Linked DNA regions of Sus scrofa: regions 1 and 3 are each linked to region 2. A link is a contact called in public HiChIP or PLAC-seq data. All regions are on one chromosome and are shown on one strand. Each heading gives the region's core, a stretch centred on a gene start, on an enhancer-like site or on the middle of the called end of the contact. The rest is flanking DNA. Distances are from core to core; before and after follow the strand shown.

Region 1 (3,071 bases), core at 538-3,037, 180 kb before region 2:
ATGCTGCAGGTGTGGTGGTAAAAAGAAAAAAAAAAAAAAGAAAAAAGAAGAAAAAAGGATTTAAAAAAAAGAAAGTCAAAATAGAAATACCACATGATCCAATAATTCTGAGTGTATAGCTAAAGGCAGGGGCAGTGGGGGGTGGGGGAGATGGAGTCAGGAGGCCGGAAGGGGAAGCTCTCCCACCCTACTGTCAATTACAGACCCAACAGGAAGAGACTGTACCTTTGCATTGCTAACTGGGAGAAGGTTACTACTCTACTAGGCATCGGAAAAGAAAAGAAGCATTTCTCCCTGCCCGTTAACAGCCTAGCGAATAAGAAACTGTCACAATTCAGCCAATGAAAAGGCACTATACTTTGAATTCCCACCTTCGTCCAATGGAGGCTTTGTTTATAACAGCCCTTCCCCATTATCCCTTCCCCGCTATAAAAGTTTGCTCTCCTTTGCTCTCCAGACTTGCATGTGGTTCCCTGTAGATTGCATGTCCCAAATTGCAGTTCTTTCGCAGTTCCTGAACAAACCCATTTTGCGGATAAAAACAGCTAGCTGTTTTATTATTTTAGGTCAACAATGCTTACAAAAGAATTTAATTATTGGGGAAATTTTCACAGGATAGTGTTATGTGGAAAAGTCACAATATAACCTTTCATGAATGAATGAAAGAACTACAAGAAAAGGAAAATTAAAGGAAACATGCTGTAATTTTCAAAGTGTTTGGGTCATGAATGAATGATGTTGTCTCTCTGCTTTCTAAATATTTTCTAAAGTTTGACATGGCAAGGAGGCACTTGTTTGATAATTAGAAGCCAGTGTCAAACTTATAAACGAGGGAATGGGATTGGTGGCATTTGGGTCCCTGCCTACCTTCAACGTTCTGATAGTTGAATATTCATCAAGCAGGCATTTCACTACTCAGCAAAGCTTGTCCCCTCTGGGGTGAAGGCCTGCTGGGCTCTGGGAGAAAGGAGGTCCAGATAAGTGTCCATGGGAGAGCAGGTCCCCCACGGTGGGGCAAAGCCACATCACCGCCTCATAGGCACCCAGGGAGAGGACCACTCTGTGCCCTCATTCCATCTGTTTCTTTGATAAAAGAAATTCTCTTACTCCCTCTTTAGTTCAATGTTAGGCACTTATTACTTGCACAAAATATCCAAGGCCCTTTGATTTATGTCATTTCAACATTTTGTTCAAAGTGTTTTCAATTCTCCTTCAGATTGTCTTCTGCAATATTAAAGACTGTATGGTTTTTTTTTGTTTTTTTGTTTTTTTGTTTTTTTGGTCTTTTCTAGGGCCTCAACCGAGGCATATGGAAGTTCTCAGGCCGGGGGTCTAATCAGAGCTGTAGCCGCTGGCCTTCACCAGAGCCACAGCAACGTCAGTTCCAAGCCAAGTCTGCGACCTACACCACAGCTTATGGCAACGCCGGATCCCTAACCCACTGAGCGAGGCCAGGGATCGAACCCGAAACCTCATGATTCCTAATCGGATTCATTAACCACTAAGCCATGACGGAAACTCCAAGACTACATGATTTTTTTTTTTTTTAATTTTATGGCCACACTGGTGGCATATAGAAGCTCCCAGGTCAGGGATCAGGCCCATGTCACGGCAGTGACCTGAGCCACAGCAGTGACAATGCCAGATCCTTAACTACTAGGCCACCAGGGAACTCCTGGAGTATACAATTTAAATAGTATTAAAGCTGACCCAATGAGTGACTCCAGCTATGTATTACACAGACTTGGGATTGTGACTTGTCCTCAGGTATCTGTCAGCTGAATGCTCACATGGTTGGCGGCAGGGCTGTGGTCACATCATTCTTAGAGCAGTTGCCTGCAATGTGCAACAGAAATAGGAAGCTAGAATTTTAAGTTTTGGTCAATAGTGCTGAACACAGTAAATCAAACTCTGCCTCTAATAAATTGGATATTTTTTTAGTGGATATGCTTTGTTTTTGAGTAAACAGTGCATGTTTATCCAAAACAAAACATTTTGACTCTAAATACTACTTTAAGCTTAAGAGAAATCACAAGTGATCATTTCATTATTTTCATTATTCCATATTTTTTATTTGTAAAATTTCTTCTACTTAAGCTTCATAGTCACTAAGTTTGTTTTGTTTTGGTTTTGGTTTTTTGTCTTTTTAGGTCACCCAAGACATATGGAGGTTCCCAGGCTAGAGGTCAAATTGGAACTGTAGCTGCTGGCCTACGCTACAGCCACAGCAAGGCCAGATCCGAGACACATCTGTGACCTACACCACAGCTCATGGCAATGCCGGATCCTTAACCCACTGAGCAAAGTCAGGGATTAAAACTGCGTCCTCATGGATACTAGTCAGTTTCATTTCTGCCAAGCAGCAACGGGAACTCCTAAGATTTTTTTAAAAGATGTTTTTAAACTGAAGCTTCACTATCCTTTTCATATTTTGCTTTTAAATGGTGGGGTTTATCTTCATGATATAAATTTCAGAACCCTTTAAAAATGCATTTATTCGTAAACTTCCTTTGTGGCACAAAGGAAGGATCCAGCACTGCTGCAGCTATGGCACAGGTTTGATCCCTTGCCCAGAAACTTCCACAGGCTGTGGGTGTGGCCAAAAAAACAAGCAAATAAACAAACCAATCAAAAATGACTTTATCCAGGAGTTCCTGTTGTGGCACATCAGAAACGAATCCGACTGGGAACCATGAGGTTACGGCTTCAATCCCTGGCTTTGCTCAGTGGGTTGAGGATCCGGTGTTGCCGTGAGCTGTGGTGTAGGTTGAAGATGCGGCTCAGATCTGGTGTTGCTGTGGCTGAGGCGTGGGCTAGCAACTACAGCTCCTATTAGACCCCCTAGCCTGGGAATCTCCATATGCCATGGGTGCGGCCTACCAAAGACAAAAAAAAAAAAAAAGGACTTTATTTAAATAATTTTTCACAAGTGAGATTTTTGTGCTACTTGTCTTTCATACCATTCAGAAGCACACTTGTCTGAATAAACATTTCAAATGGCCTTGGTATCATCTGGGTCCAAATGACAGCAAATACTGAGCCAGAACTGTAGAAATTGTCCAGCCTCTTCT
Region 2 (3,183 bases), core at 324-2,823:
TCATGTTTCTGGAATTGGATGTGTCCCCTCCAGCGGTCTTTGAGATGGAATTCTCTCATGACCAAGACCAAGACCCCCGTGCGCTCCACATGGAGCGGCTCATGCGGTTGGACAGCTTTCTGGAAAGACCTTCCACGTCCAAAGTCCGAAAGTCCAGATCCTGGTCAGTACCATCCCGGTCAGCGTGGACAGGGGCCGGAGAGGGGGCGGAAGCCACAGGGGCTGCTGAGGCTGGTGGCGGGGGTGGGGGGATGGGGGTTGGCTGTACCCAAAGGGCCTGAGGGAGGGTGATAACCCGGGCCGAGTTCCCATAGGGACAAGATACTGTAGGCTGCTCCCTTTGCTACTTCCTGCACACCCCTGACCCCCCCCCCCGCTTCATCCCCACCCACAGGTGCCAGAGTCCTCAGCGGCCTGCGCCCTCCACCACACCTGCCTCGCTGGCCCCCGCTGCTCTGCGCCCCACGACAGTGCTAGACCATGAGTGACAGCCTTCCGTCAGGCCGCCCGTCCCGCAGACGCCAGGGGCGGGCCGCCAGCCCTGGATCATCTCGCCTGCCGCTCGGTGTGCGTGTATGTGCGTGTGCGTGCCTGTGTGTGTGTGTGTGTGTGTGTGTGTGCGCGTGCGCGCATATGTGTGAGGGGGTGAGCATCCGGCAGGCCGTGCCTCTGCCAGCTCTTAGCCTCCTTTATTTAATTCATGTTATTTATTCGTGGAGCTCGGTTCCCGCAGGAGAGGCGCCCTCGCCCGGGCCTGCCCTGGTCACTGCAGCCTCCTTTCCTCCCGACCGTAGACCCCCGCCCCAGTCACACCGCCAGCTCCTCCCCGTCAGTTGCCCCCAGGAGGGAAGGGACCGGGGCCTGAGAAGAGGGTCCTTGTTCCTCCTGGCTCCCTCGGTCACCCCCATCTCCTCCGGCACTGACCGTGAGCAGCCCCTGAGCACTTCCCGGGACTAGAAAAATGCGAGGTGTCCTCTGAGGATATTCGACGTCCGTCCACAGTGTTGAGCTTGGGCTTCCGGCGGAGAGAGCCCTGCTCTCCACTTTCTGGGCCTCAAGTGACCTCTTTCGGCTTCTCGGGCTCCTCCTTCTCAAGGACTTGAGGGACCTCGCCGACACAGCCTATGCGCGTCAGCTTTGATGGGAACTCGCGGCTTCCCCAACCCTGCTTCTCGTCCACCTGCCCAAGCCGTCGATGGGAACTGTGAGCCAACCCCTTGCGGCCTCCTCAGGACCTGCAGGAAATGGAACAGTAATGGAGACAGTGTGGATAATCATCAGGAGACGTCCCTCCTCTAGGACCCTTTGTTTCTGTCCCCTTAAGAAGTAACTGTGGCCAACAAAGCCACCAGGCCAACTCCCCACCTTAGACATGCTGCTCCTTCCTGCTTCCGTCCTTTTCCCTGCAGCTGCCTGGATCCCCGGTGGTAATGGGAGGGATCCATGTCCTTCTCCCCTGGCTAAACAGAGGTATCAGTCTGTTGCTTTTCCTTCTCATGAGCGCAGGATATGGAGACCCAGGCGCAGCCTGCCAGCTCTGCCCTTTACCCTGTTTCTGATTCACCTTCTGTTGGGCACTGCTCTGTTCACCAGACTGACCTTTCCTTCAGCATTGTGGTCCCTAGGGAAGTACTCCTCACTGTCCTTTGCGACATCCCAGGATGTCTCCGGGTCTCTAAAGTAAAGTTCTACCAAAAAAAAAGAGAGGGAGATTAATTTTCATTGACTTGCCTTTTAAGGGTATATTTCAGTGGAAGGGGAAGAGGCAGTCATGAATCAGAGCAAGTGGGTTAGGCTCTCAGAACGCCCTAATAGTGGCATCTCCAGGTCCTAGAACATGATGAGTTTAGCTCTTGGGGTAGAGGCACGAAACGGACAGATCTGCCTGCAGTTTGGTGTGTGGGAGGTGGCAGTGGGGGCTGATTACCTGGTTATTCTCTTTCCAGCAGGACATGAACCCTTTTGCACAGTTCAGGTTCTGCCGTGTAAGGACCCAGCAATGGTTTGGTTTGGTTTCATTCAATGATGCTGTCACTGCTTCTGCAACTGCTGGACCGCATGGTTGGGCAACTCAATTGCCACTTGCTCCTGTCCTTCAAGGAAATAACCTTTTTTCATCAGAACCCAAGAGATTATTTGAGACCCAGGATTCAGATCAGAGGTTCGGTTGTGGCTGGGACAGGAGTGGTATGTAGAAGGGTCCCAAGTGGGAGAGGCATTGAGCAGCCTCTCCCACGGACCTCTCGTTGGTGGATGAAGCCGCACGCGTTACCCCCATTCATCACCAGGACGCATCGACTCTGCACTGTCTGATCACTTGACCCTCATAGTCTTATAGCACAATATACCCAACTTCACCCCACCCCAGCCTCAGGGCTGGGCCCAAGGTGTGCTCAGAGGAGGAGCTCCTGCCTGCAGTTTTGTGTACGTGTGTATGTGTGTGCGTGTTTGTGTGTGTTTACCTCCACAGGGGACACTCTGCACTTGGTGTGAGATATGCTGGGAACAGGGCCACCGGGGTGGCTGGATCTCGGTCCCTCTGTCTCTCTCTTCTCTTCCTTTTGATGTATCACACATTTGGTTGACAAAGTGAGGGCCTTGATTTGGACCAAATTTCCATGTCTGTTGCTGTGGTCTTCATTTAGGACAATGATTAACAAAGCCGTGGCCCCTTCTCGTCACTCTATACATATGACTATACGGGACATATGTAATATATAAATATATATATAAAATATTACCCTCTGTCTCCTTGGCTTAGGATGAGATCTCTCTGTTGAGCTGAAATGCACCTGCAGCTCAGTGCTGCCAGCAGCCTGCAGGCCCCAGCCCTGTTCAGATTAACACAGTCCGAAATAAAGGAATGAGTATCGTTACATAGTTGGTTGCCTGCCTTCTCTTCCCTTTGATTCTTCCTACTTGTCTTTTTTATGTCCTCCTCTCTCTCTCTTCCATGTTTCTTCCAAAAAGGGTTCAAGAGGATAGGGAGTCCGGCTGCAGGTATCAGCACCCTGGGGAAGAACCAGCTGCTTAATGGACGGGGATCTGGCCGACCAGCGGGGGGGGGAGAGCTGGAGCTCAGGCTCCGGTCTGAAGTCTGTGTCTGCACTATAGCAGCGGCTGTTCGGGTTCTAGGCTAGTGGTCCCCTCCCAGTTAATTCTGAGCTAGAGTAGATTTCAGAG
Region 3 (3,240 bases), core at 235-2,734, 130 kb before region 2:
TAGGGGGTGCATATGAAGTGGCGCTAGATTGTAGTTTTGATTTGCATTTCCCTAATGACTAATGGTGCTGAACAGCAGTTCATGTGCTTGTCGGCCATTTGATATCTTACCTGGAGAAACATCTATTCAAGTCCTTTGCCTCCACAGCTTTTATCTTTTTTGGTCCCACTGCATCAGGCCAGGAATTGAACTCAAGCCATCACACAGACAATGCCTATCATTAACCCACTGAGCTACAACAGGAACTCAAATTTTTAAATCAAGTTGTCTTCTTATTAAGCCATAAGAGTTCTTTACAGCTTCTGGATACTAGATCTGTATCAGATACATAATTTGCAAATATTTCCTCCATTCTGTAAGCTTTCTTTGCTTTCTTAATTTCCTTTGGTGCATAAAAGTTTTCAATTTTGACAAAGTCCAATTAAATTATATATTTTTCTTTTGCTGTATGCTTTTAAGTCCACTGATTTTAATTTTTGAAATTTATGAGGTGGAGTAATAAGTTCCTGGGAATCGAGAAATCATTGACAAAACCAAAGCTAAATTCAACTTTTTGCAACCACATGTTTGAGTTCTTTTTATCGCTGAATAGTATTCCGTTCTGTATATACACCACATCTTAATCCATTCATCTGTTGATGGATATTAGGTTGTTTCCATGTCTTGGCTCTTGTGCCAATATTTATCATTTATCCTCTTCATTTCTTTGTGTAGATGTGAGTTTCCTAGTGGAATGCTTTCTTTGCCCTGAAAAACTTTAACATTTTCAATAGCACAAGACTTCAGGTAAGAAAATCTCTCAGCTTTTGTCTGGAAAATGTCTTTCTTTTGGTTTTTGGGTTTTTTGTTTGTTTGTTTGTTTGTTTTTTTGTGTGGCCTCTTTAGGGCTGCACCACGGCACATGGAGGTTCCCAGGCTAGGGGTCAAAATGAAGCTGTAGCTGCTGGCCTACACTACAGCCACAGCAATGCCAGATCTGAGCCACATCTGTAACCTACACCACAGCTCACAGCAATGCTAGAACCTTAACCCACTGAGTTAGGCCATGGACCGAACTTGTGTCCTCATGGATGCTAATCAGGTTCATTTCCGCTGAACCACCACAGGAACTCCTTGGCTTCATTTTTGCTTTTTTGTTAGGACTGAATTCTAACAACACATTTTTCCTTTCAGAGTTTTAATATGTAATTCAATTGTCTTCCAGCTTCCATTGTTTCTTTCTCCACCCCACCCCCCGCCCCACTTTGGGAGAAATGTAGATTTAAGAAACTTTTTTTTACTTCGAAATTATTTTATAGAAAAGTTGCAAAATAGCTCAGAGTTCATGCATACTATGCATCCAACTTCTGCTAATATTAACGCTAACATCACCACAGTACTTTTATCAGAAACAATAAAGTGACACCAGGGAGTTCCCACTGTTGCAAAGGTTTGATCCCCAACCCAGCACAGTGGGTTAAAGATCTGGCATTGCCACAGCTATGGCACCATTCAGTTTCAGTCCCTAGCCACAGAACTTCCATACCAGGGTGTGTGGGAGGAAGACACTGGTACCATGCAAGTGATTTAACTACAGACCTAATCCACCAATTTTTTCATGAACGTTGTATCCAATTCAGGTTCCCACTTTGTATTTAGCTGTCATGTGTCGTTACTCTTGTTTGATCTGTGAGTTCCTCCATCTTTTCTTGTCTTTCAGGACTTTGATACTTTCAAAGCATATCAGTCAGGTATCTTATTGAATTCTCCCTCAATTTGGGTTTATCTGCTGTCTTCTCATAATTGGAGTAAGGTTTTGCATTTTTTGGTAAGAATACCACAAAATACCACAAAGGTACTGTTTTGCTTTCTCAGTTCATTTTATCAAGGAGTATATTATGTGAATGTCTTTCTATGGTATTAACCTTGATGACTTAAGATGTTGTCTGGAGAGTTTCTCTCTCCACTGTAAATTTATTATTTTTATTTATTTATTTATTTATTGGTCTTTTCTAGGGCCGCTCCCACAGCATATGGAGATTCCCAGGCTAGGGGTCTAATCTGAGCTGTGGCTGCCAGCCTATGCCAGAGCCACAGCAACATGGGATCCAAGCCGTGTCTGCAACCTTTACCACAGCTCATGGCAACGCTGGATCCTTAACCCACTAAGCAAGGCCAGGGATCGAATCCACAACCTCATGGTTCCTAGTCGGATTCGTTAACCTCTGCACCACGACGGGAACTCCTCCACAGTAAATTTATTGTTTTTCCCTTTGCTATCAATAAATTTCTTGGACAAAATACTTTGGGACTATGCAGCTCTTTCTCACCACACCTTCATCCTCTGATTTTACCTCCTATCACAACCTGTGACAATTATTACTGTAGTATTTAACTAATAGTGATTTTGTGTTTCAGTCATTGCTTCACACTTACTAATTGTAATTTTTCATTTACAATTTGTCCCTTTCACCTACTACCTACCCTGCTTGTTTGTTTATACATACCAATATGGACTAATGGCTATTTTAATTTATTGGTAATAATGCAATACTATAATTATTTCATTCCAGCTCTGGGCAGTAGAAAAGCTCTTTCAGGTTAGTTCATACATCCTTTTGACATATCCCATTCATTTGGGAGCACTTCTTTGTCTTCTGGCACCAAAGATGCTCCAGGATCATCTCATATTTCCTATACCCCAGTTCTAGAATCAAGCCGTTCTTTAAAGAGCCCCAGTTCCCTTTACTGAAAAATTGTATGTAAAGTCCGAGATCTGGGCACCAGGCAGGCTCACTGCTACTGAAGTGTCACTGTTTCTTCCAGGCCTTTCCAGAGGACAGAGTGAGAAAATACATTTGTGCATACTGATCCAGCATATATACACATCTCTATTTCCATAACCATCTGCACATATAATACATAAAACCAGGAGTTCATACTAATAATTCTGATTCCAATTGAACTAATCTTCTTTTCCTTACCTGTAACCTCTTTCTTCAACAATTAGAAACCTGGCTCTCATTACCTAAAATGTATTTACTTATTTGTTTAATCCTAGTATATACATAAAATAGTTTCCCTCACCTCTGTGAAAAATCAGATTAACTAAAATATATGTTTACATTTCTTTTTATCTTTAGTCTTACAATAACCAGTTAAAATACTGTTTTCTAAAGTTACTTTTATTATTCTTTTCTTCCTCCTCAGTGTGGTTATGCTGCTCATTTGCTGGCTTATGCTGTTTAATGAAAAGTCAAC

Evidence for each region. HiChIP or PLAC-seq counts read pairs in DNA pulled down with a chosen protein or histone mark.
Region 1: an H3K27ac HiChIP or PLAC-seq map of alveolar macrophages shows a contact between it and region 2. The contact joins two enhancer-like sites. A contact is called at or near these places in 1 of 5 promoter capture datasets (fetal liver), 11 of 47 Hi-C or Micro-C datasets (blood, embryonic fibroblasts, fibroblasts and 6 more) and 2 of 2 datasets of contacts at active chromatin or transcription factors (alveolar macrophages and skeletal muscle).
Region 3: an H3K27ac HiChIP or PLAC-seq map of alveolar macrophages shows a contact between it and region 2. The contact joins two enhancer-like sites. A contact is called at or near these places in 1 of 47 Hi-C or Micro-C datasets (embryonic fibroblasts) and 2 of 2 datasets of contacts at active chromatin or transcription factors (alveolar macrophages and skeletal muscle).

What each region holds. Positions count from the first base shown.
Region 1 is chr3:112,827,569-112,830,639 of Sscrofa11.1, forward strand. No RefSeq gene overlaps it. Among named protein-coding and RNA genes, the nearest start is that of GAREM2, 12 kb to the left of the region's middle. Within about 2 kb of position 1,788, at least 1 of the 83 cell types and tissues checked has an H3K27ac peak or open chromatin away from gene starts, as enhancers often do. A contact at or near this core is called in alveolar macrophages, where this site is marked.
Region 2 is chr3:113,011,753-113,014,935 of Sscrofa11.1, forward strand. It overlaps KIF3C (kinesin-like protein KIF3C), which reads left to right. Exons shown (of 11, transcript XM_021087735.1): 10 at 1-163; 11 at 395-2,880. The coding sequence ends at 488. Among named protein-coding and RNA genes, the nearest start is that of ASXL2, 31 kb to the right of the region's middle. Within about 2 kb of position 1,574, at least 3 of the 83 cell types and tissues checked have an H3K27ac peak or open chromatin away from gene starts, as enhancers often do. A contact at or near this core is called in alveolar macrophages, where this site is marked.
Region 3 is chr3:112,879,202-112,882,441 of Sscrofa11.1, forward strand. The region is part of intron 1 of RAB10 (RAB10, member RAS oncogene family); the gene reads right to left. Among named protein-coding and RNA genes, the nearest start is that of RAB10, 43 kb to the right of the region's middle. Within about 2 kb of position 1,485, at least 1 of the 83 cell types and tissues checked has an H3K27ac peak or open chromatin away from gene starts, as enhancers often do. A contact at or near this core is called in alveolar macrophages, where this site is marked.